Regions from separate parts of the Rattus norvegicus genome. Here region 2 is linked to region 1. The links are chromatin contacts, called in public Hi-C maps. All regions are on one chromosome and are shown on one strand. Each heading gives the region's core, a stretch centred on a gene start, on an enhancer-like site or on the middle of the called end of the contact. The rest is flanking DNA. Distances are from core to core; before and after follow the strand shown.

What was found. Hi-C and Micro-C count contacts between places; a contact is called where the count stands out from the background.
Region 2: a contact with region 1 is called in a Hi-C map of Schwann cells, with 4 times the contacts expected there. The contact joins the promoter of Fam72a here to the enhancer-like site in region 1. A contact is called at or near these places in 2 of 12 Hi-C or Micro-C datasets (the Rat2 cell line and Schwann cells) and 1 of 1 datasets of contacts at active chromatin or transcription factors (oligodendrocytes).

Annotation. Positions count from the first base shown.
Region 1 is chr13:45,335,153-45,339,825 of GRCr8, forward strand. It overlaps Srgap2 (SLIT-ROBO Rho GTPase activating protein 2), which reads right to left. Exons shown (of 23, transcript NM_001401376.1): 12 at 2,166-2,193; 13 at 506-530. Among named protein-coding and RNA genes, the nearest start is that of Ikbke, 48 kb to the left of the region's middle. Within about 2 kb of position 1,624, at least 16 of the 93 cell types and tissues checked have an H3K27ac peak or open chromatin away from gene starts, as enhancers often do. A contact at or near this core is called in Schwann cells, where this site is marked.
Region 2 is chr13:45,518,538-45,522,958 of GRCr8, forward strand. It overlaps Fam72a (family with sequence similarity 72, member A), which reads left to right and starts at 1,403. Exons shown (of 4, transcript NM_001081451.2): 1 at 1,403-2,262; 2 at 4,291-4,368. The coding sequence starts at 2,111. It overlaps Srgap2 (SLIT-ROBO Rho GTPase activating protein 2), which reads right to left and starts at 793. Exons shown (of 23, transcript NM_001401376.1): 1 at 646-793.

The DNA of each region.
Region 1 (4,673 bases), core at 374-2,873:
CAGTCAGCGCAAACCTGCCAAGATGAGCATTTCTTCCTATCACTCCCAGAACAGGTTCCTGCCTACACCAGGGTCGTCAGGTTACATCTAAGAGGACAACGTGAACAGAGGCAAGCAAAACCTCTAACTTAAGTGAGACGTTTGGATTGAGGATCAGCTATTTGAGCGACTGGTGTATATGTAAGGACGTGTGAGGCCTCTTCATGTTCTCCTAGGGAAGGACATCACGGGCTGTTACGGAACAATTTGTCCAAGTTTAAGTCAAACCTAACCTACCAGAAAGTTAAATGGAAGATCCCATAAGGAGAAGAATGGATCAGGAAGCCTATGATAATTCCAGCCAGCTTGGAACCAGTGGCTGCTACCGTCTTAACCATGCGGTGACTAAAGGTACAGCCAAGCGTAAGCATGACGTCAGAGGCACATCATGAAATTCATCACAGCCGAGGGACATACTTGATCTTCATGAGCCAGGCTGGGCAGTCTGGCTCTGTTGGGCTCTTACCTGTTTCCTCACGGTTGAGCTTCGCCTGTGGTTGTCCCACCAAATCAGAAAGGACCAGTCCAGCAACAGGAAGGAAAAAGAGAAAAAGGGGACAGAATGAGATGACCACTCCTCAGTCCAGAACTAAAGCTTTAAACCATGTAAAACAATTGTAGCAGCAGGCAATGACCCATCGCGATCCTGAGATCAGTCCCAGAGGAAGCTAAGAGACTTGCCAAGTTAATTCCCAACAAAAGCCTAATAAACTTTAGTCTTTCATAGAAGCATAGAGGGTTAATGTCTATCACTGTTCTACAGGTAAATAGGCAGCAAGCAGTTTACTCTGTAGTAAAGCAGAGTCATGTTAGACAACTTAAAGGTCTTTCTGTATGAAAGGAAACAAAAACTAAACACCAAAGAGTGTATATCTTCTCTTGAGTCTGGGGGTGGGGAAAGGAGCACTTAAGTTTATTAATTAATTTTTGTTTTTTATCTAGAGGGTGGGACCTCAGGGCCCTGTCATTGTTTCAAGCTGTGCTTAGCTGTGGGGGCCTTTGTATCCAGGGTATCAGACACAGACCACACTACTCAATGAGGAGGCAGCACCGCCCTGCTCTGGGAAGGTGGGCTGGGCCTTGTTCTGACTGCTGCCAGCCTGCCCTTAAAGCACCTTGTTGAAACTGTACTGCTTTTCTGAGCTAACAAAATGCTCTTGTCTTCGAGAAGAGGGGACTGATATTCTGAGAGGAGAAATGAATAGTCCAAGGGCACACGTGGAGAAAGGGATAACCAGCGTGGGAAATCAGTGCAGCTCCTTTTAGTCTTTCCAGTGATGCGGTGCCTCTGACAGAGCTAACCCTACCCCGCCAGAGCAGTCCTCAGGAATGGCGTACTCACGGGACCTCAGCTCTACTCCACTATGACGAAATGATGGAAATCAGATAACTCGTCACTGGTGAGCCTTAACTGTAAGTGGCCTCACGACTATGAGTTGCCAGGTTGATATAAGGCCATGTGCTTCATTAAGGCGCGTTCTCCTTTTAAACCAGCATGTTTCGGGCATCTCAGGGTGCTAGCTGAATGAATGTCATGTTCTCTGCCAGTTCATAGCCCCATTATGACTGTGAGGGAAAATATTTGGCTGAGGTGGAGTGGGAGGGGGGTGGAGAAAGCCTGGGAGGACTGCATACTTGTACACCAGCGAGGACAGCCCTCAGTGCTATTTGGCAAGCCAGTGCAATGTCATGTTTCATTCTCCACACAGTCACTAATTAGTGCCTATCGTCTTTTGCATGCACTTAAAAACAACCACAGATCAAACGCTCAGATTACCTAGTCTTCCCTGTATCAGAGACTTCCCCAAGGTCACACACTGAAGTCTTCTAGCTAGGAGGTTATCAAGATCCAGAGTCTGGTGTTTATTTTCTTTGCAGTATTGTGGCTCTGGGGAGTTTCTTGAAGATTCTTAATCAAGTGACATCTCCCATGACATTATTTTGCTCAGACTACCCTAAACCGGAGCAACTCCACAGCCACTTGAAAGGGGATGGAGGTAGTGAGGCAAGGAGAAGGAAGCAGCTCCTGCCTTGGGCCACTCCTTTGCAAAGCCATCCATAACTTTTACAATGACATCACAGCTCTCTCCCACAGGCCTCTCCTTACCCTTCCCAGGGTCACTCACCTGGCAAGACTACAGTCTGTCCGCTGACCTGTGGAAAGAGAAGGGAAAAATGCATTTGTTGAAGTAGAGGTGGGGAGAGCTGCACGCTCTAGGAATTACCATGTCCTTCCTATCTCCCTAGGGAGCCAGAGGCAGAAAAGGATTGCCCTGAACCTCATTTTGGGGCAGCAACTTTACTGCTCTAGGTCCTCTGAACCTCGTCAGTTCTACTTCCTAAATGAGAAAACAGGCATTGATGTGTGGAAGAACAAGTTGAGTCACACTTTAGAGAACAAAATTTACAGTAAGCCTTCCCATACACACAGTTCAGCTTCTTACGTACGTGCTGAGCATGCTCGTATGGTGGTTAGAGGTAGGTTTTGGGACATAGGACATGGCTTGTGTGTCACTATATGAACGAACACACACACACACACACACACACACACACACACACACACACACACACCACACTTGACTTTGGAGAGGAGAAAAGGGACTGTGGAAGGAAGAAGGAGAAGACATGTAGGTTCTAGTTTTAGAAGCATACTAAATTCTCCTGTTAACTAGCATAGTAAGGCAGGGATAACAATACCCACATGGGTAGCAAATGAAGGCTTGCAATCTCATGACAGGTGGTAAGATTTTCATAGGCCATAGACAGTTTTGAAAAATAAAATGGAAAACCTTAAAGTTGGTAAGGAAAAATTTTTAATAAGAAATATGCACATATGCATGCATAAACCATGATGTAATATGGTGCCTTCTTTGGGCCAACAGTTGATGAAGCTTGACCTGTCTTAGCTAAATCAATTGCAAACTCTGGTGAGCACTGAGTCAGGAAAGACAAGATTGACTCCTATACTCCTTACTCAAGATCAGGAAAGGCAACTCTGAGGGTTGGGGAAGGCCAGGTTTTTCTTTCATTTTGTGTTGCTAATTGTTAAGACAGTCCAGCTCACTTTCAGCAGTACCATCCCCCAATCTTCAATAGCCCTGTTACCAAAGGCTCAGCTTTCATTTGCAAAAATATTATTCTGAGCCATTATTTTCAACATCTGTCCCATTTCCATTCTGGAATATTCATACACATCAATTATCCCTCTGTGGCAAGAACAAGAGGCTCTTGCATTACGGTGACAGATACTTACAGAAGGCAGGGACATGATGATTTGCACACAGGGTGATTTATAGCTATTGTTTTTCTCTATCTCTGGAACTTGTCATCTTTAAATTATGGCAATTTAGAGCCCCAGTGGTCAGCCTCCGTCCTTCTAGAGTAGCATTATTTGGTGCATACATGTGTACAAACACGCGCACACACGCACAGCTCCAAAGCCTTTTTGCCTGTCTTCCAGGCTGTATTCAAATTGTTTTGAGAAAAAGAAATCATAATAAGTTTCTTCCAATAATTTTTATGAGCTGTCTTTCCTTCAACTCACCGTACAGCAATCTGGTAGCTCGAGAGTACAGACTTTTTGTAAGCAAATCTGGCTCTCATGCCTAGACCTGAACTGTTTAGGTAGGAAAAGATCAGAAGTTACTAGAAGGCTTTTTTTCCCTCTCACATTAAAGCAAACATCTTTAAAAAAAAATCATAAAATCAAAGATGCTAGAGAGAAAGAAAAAGAAAATCATTTGGGGGAATTGGCCAGGGCAGGACAAAGGCAAGGCAAGAAGAATAGGTAGGTTAGTATGGTCTGAAAAATGGGATAGTCCAATTCTTGAGCTAAAAACCCAATGTGTCTTTGTAAATTCTGCTTTACTTCCCAGTTTTCTGAGTGCTCGAGAATTGACTTTAAGGTGTTGAGTTCTGTATGAGTTAACGTACATTGTCAGTGAGGAGACCGCAGTGCTTCCCGGTGGAGAACAGGCTAGTAGGAGCGGAGGAGGGCAGAGCATTCAGGGGCATCCCTAACCTGGAAATCCCATTAATCATAAGATGCTGAGAACGAGGCAGGAGACCCTGGCAGGGTGCCAAACAACCTCAGGGAAGCTTCTTTTCAACCTTTGCTTTGCCTTCTGTTTGACAGCTGACTGGGGAGAGAAAGTCCAGAATGTCTGTCCAGTTCTCTGCCTCAGGACTTTCCAGTGTCTGGGTAAGATCATTGCCAGAGATGAGACAATACACTTAGCACTTGGGTTTTAGTACAGCCACAGTAGAGAGATGGCTGCCGATGAAGTAAAAGGACATGAATGTTCACCCCGATAGCTAAAGAAGCAACAAGTCTGTCTATCCCCCTCCTTTTGAGGTCCTTCTCTCTCCCCAGGACTGGGAGTCTTAAGAAGCGTCTGGAGAGGCCATAGCCCTGCGCTCCTTTACTACAGACGTGGCAGAAAGGTGAAGGGTCTGTGTGGAAAGAGCATATGTTCCATGATGAACATTAGCATTTCTCATACACTGCTGTTTTCCCACTGCTCAAGCAGCCATTGAAGGAGTGCTTTCACACTGAAGTCTAGGAAGAGAAGTACATTCATATAACCAGTTGGGGCTGGCTGGCTGAGGGCTGGAGGCCTGGAAGAGAGCCC
Region 2 (4,421 bases), core at 153-2,652, 180 kb after region 1:
GAGGCGGGCGTGAGGTGGGGTCCTGAGGCGGGAGAGAGCCCGGGCCAGCTCGAGCCGCCCAGGCTTGGACGACCAGAGAGGGCGCAGGGAGGACGGCTTTGGGGGCGAGGCAGTGAGAGAAACCGCGGTGGACTGCAACGTGAAGTGCAGGATGTTGGCAACTTTGGGGACCCGCATGAGGTTTGGATATCAGAGTGGGTGGAGAGCCCTGGGAGACAGACTGGAGAGCTGGACAGAGAAAGCGCCCTGCAAGCCGTGAGGAACACCCCATCTTTCCGGGTCCTCGGCTGGCAGCCAAGGCTAGGAGACCAGGGACGAGGCCAGCGGACCGTTACGGCGAGGCCCCTTAGGTGGACCCGACCAGCCGTGTGCAAAGGGGCTGCGGGAGGGCGGTGTCGCCGCGTGAGGACAGTCCTCGGCAGTGCAGGGATGGGCGGAGAGATGAGCAGTCCTGAGAAGTATTATGGGCTGCACTGGGGGATTTGGAGGGCCGAGGAGGGCGGTGTGAGGACCGCGGGCGGCGGCACCGCTAAGGCGGCGCCGAGGGCAGCAGCATCCGCAACGCGTCCACCCGCCCAGTCCCGGTTTGTTCAGTCAGAGCAGCAGCCGGGCATACGGGGGAAGAAGGAGAGAAGGAGCCTTTACCTGGCTCTGCCGCGACGGGTCCCAGGCCCAAGGTTCCGCTTCCCACTTAGCGCTCTCCTCCCCGCCACCCTCTTCTACGCAGTTCGGCCCCCCAGTTCCCTAAGGAGACTCCGCCAACTCCGCAAGACCCCGCCGGGAAGCAGAGCCCACCCCTTTGCCAATCACCGCCCGCCTTCTATCGACTGACGGGGCCTCCAGCCAATAATAATAACTGATCCATAGACGCCAGGAATAGAGGCGGGGCTGACGAAACTTAGAGGTGTGGCGAACACTAGCTGCCTAGGCTCAGTCCCAGAGTGAGCTACTCCCCGGCCTGTGAAAGCCTAAAGTAGAACTGATGGGCGGGATAAAATGGAAGCGACAACCAAACACAAACTCGCAAGAGAAGACAGGACCAATCGGGACGGTAAAGGGAGGAGAGAAGTTCAGCCAATAAGCAGTAGAGACTGGCCTGGACAGTAAGCACATCTACCAATAAGAAACTCGGGGTGTGTCTTCCAAGTTCACAGGGGGAAGAAGGGTTTAATCCAAGCAGATGCTGGCCAATAAGCTTAGAGGCCGAGCTAATCTTAACCAATCAGAGAGCCCATCTGACATCGGCACCGTTACTGGGGCGCGGCCTCTGAGCTCACGTCAGGAAAAGGCCCTTGGCCTTCCAATGTGGGACTTGGTCGAATTCTAGTCCTCCCAATCCCTGCTCGGCGCAGACAATTCAAACTGACAGCGGGTTAGAAAAGCAGAGAAAGCGGAAGAAAGAGCAAAACCCGGCGTGTTCCGTGACTGACTCCGGTGCTGACCGAGCCTATTCCAAGGCCTCTCCCCTCCACCTCGCAACACCGCTGCTCACTTTGGAGCCACCGCTGTGGGAGAGACCTTAAGGGTAACGGGCAGCGAGTGCGAGAGCTGGGTAGAGAGGACTCCGAGAGCCGTGGTGCGAGGGAGGGAGCCCGCGGCCGAGCTCGGAGAGGAGAGAGCGGGACAGGTCCAGAGCCGGCGCGGAAAGGACTGAGGGGCGTTGAATCCCACGAAGAAGCCGCGTGGAGCAGAGCAGGGAATTGGAGCGCTCTGCGGGCGGAGCTCGCGCTGGGAGTGGTCAGAGAGGCGAGGCTTTAAAGGGAAGAGCCCTCTGGGAATCGCCGAATTCCCGGGCTGGGGTCAGAGCTGAAGAGCAAAAGATTCTTGAAGACCAGAGAAAATAAAGCCTGTGGCGAAGTCTTCCTTCAACTCCACTTGTCTCTCCCTACCTCGAACTCCCATTTCCCTTCCCTCCCCAGGTCAAAAAGAAGTAACATTTGCTCCTCCTACTCAATAAATACTAATCTTACCTTTCCACCAGGAAAACAGGACTCTCTTCCTAGTTTTAGAGCTTAGAGAACTCAAGACCTTCCTTAAACTCGATTGTTAGCCTGAGGAAATCAAGGTTTCCCCTTTCAAAATTCTGCATCTCTTACCTGCGCGGGACGCTATGTCTACCAACAACTGTACTTTCAAGGACCGATGCGTGTCCATCCTGTGTTGCAAATTCTGTAAACAAGTTCTCAGCTCTAGGGGAATGAAGGCTGTTCTGTTGGCTGACACTGACATAGACCTTTACTCTACAGACATTCCTCCTACCAAGTAAGTCTTACGGGTTGGCCCTTTACTGGACAGTGGATGGCATGGGTCCCTGAGAGTCAAGGTTATCATTTGGTGTTCCAGCCACTGCCATCAGTCTGATGATTCCCTTGGAGTTTATCTAAGTGGGCAGACTGTCTGGACCAAGTCTGTGGTTTGCCCAACGTGGTCCGTACTGAGGTCATGCTTCCAGGCACTTAGAGTCGTGTGTTTGCGCATCCCTTATGTTGACTCTAAGGCTCCTTGCTTCCTTTCTGAAGCAAGTCTAACCGTCACTTGAAAAGTGTGTAATGATTCATTTAAAGTGAAATTCATGATTGAAAAGAGAGTAAATTTGAACATTTTAAAATCTAGGGAAGTAAAGCTATATATAACCTCTTCGTTTGCCCCCTTGAAATCTTCTGTGAATTGTCTAAGGGCAGTCATCATTTATTACAGAGATAAATGAGGTGCGATTTTATTTGTGTATGTGTACTTGTATGGTGAAAAAGAAAGCCCTAGATGATAAAATCGTAGAACCAAATGTCCCAAAGGTTCTATGATCCAGTGTATTGTTTTAGTTAGCTATGCTCACACAAAAATTTGAAATTCTCTATCTCTACAACAGCTGTGGTCATTAAAGGAAGTCTCAAGTTGGGTTATTATTATTGGTGCATAGCATAGAATCATAGCATAGAATTTTTCTCTGTTGGTGTTATAATCACAATGGATTCATGTGCTAAATGGGTGTGGATCAGTGAACGCATTGGTTTTTAAGATTTATTTTGTCACTATGTGTATGTGTGTGTTTGTTCGAGGAGGGGTAGATACACAGGTGCCTTGAGGCTAGAGGTGTCCTCTGGGTAGGCAGTTGTAGGTTTCATGATATGGGTGTTGGGAAGTGAACTGCTGTCCTCTGCAAGAGGAGTAAATCTGCCAAATGTTTATAGTCAGCACAAATATTACCCAACTCTTACAAAAATGAACTATGGTTATATTTTAGAGTCTAGTTCAGCTCTGAATTTATGAAATTTGTGCCAAATCACAACTAAAAGCGTCCTTGGGATACTATGGAAAAATCAGGGCCCTGGCATGCTGCAGGAACGTGAAATGGTAAAGCTGCTGTAGAAAAACAATGTGGTGGTTCTTTAACTATTAAATACAGAATTACCATATGATCCATATAATTCCACTTATAGGCATACATCCAAAAGAATTCAGATCAGCATCATTTATAGCAGCAGCATCCACAATCATGAGATAGAAATAATCTAATTTCCAATTGACTCATCTAGTAAGTGGGTACCCAGAAATTTGCCTTAAAGGAAAGAAATCTTTTCACTTGCTGTAAGGAGATAAACCTGGAGTACATTATGCTAAGTGGAACACCAGTAACTAAACAATAAATACTGTATGACTTTGCTTATATGAAGTATCTGAAGGACAATAGTGATAGCTAGGAAGTGGGGAAATTAGGGTTATATGAGTATAGAGTTTCAGATTTGCAATATGAAAATGGTCTGGATTGTCATCCCACAATAATGTGACCGTATTCAATGCTTTTAAACTGTACATATTTGGGGCTGGGGACTCGGCTCAGAGGTTAAGAGCACTGGCTGCTCTTCCAGAGGAACTGAGTTCAATTCCCAACAACCACATGGTGGCTCACAACCATCTGTAATGGGATCCAATGCCTTTTTCTGGCCTGCAGGAGCATTCATACACATAAAATTTAAGAAAAACTGTACATATTTAAAAGAAAGATTGAATTATTGGAATATAGCCCAATGGTAGGTAGCATGCTTGCCTAGCATTTATAAAGTCCTGAGTTCTATCTCTACTGCCACACACACACACACACTCACCTCACACACACACACACACACTCACCTCACACACACATACACACACATCACATCACATACAAACACACACAAACACACACATATTCACATACAATTTTTAGAGAGGACATATGGCAAAATTTTATCTCATTTTAAAGTTAAAAGCTTTAGAATATTTGACTGTCTGTAAACTTCTTTTCTCCTCCAGCACAGTGGATTTCATTGGAAGATGCTATTTCACAGGAATCTGCAAGTGTAAACTGAAGGACATCGCATGTTTAAAATGGTAAATTGGGCCACTGTTGTAGATAGCCTGAGTTTGGAAGGTAGATATTGACA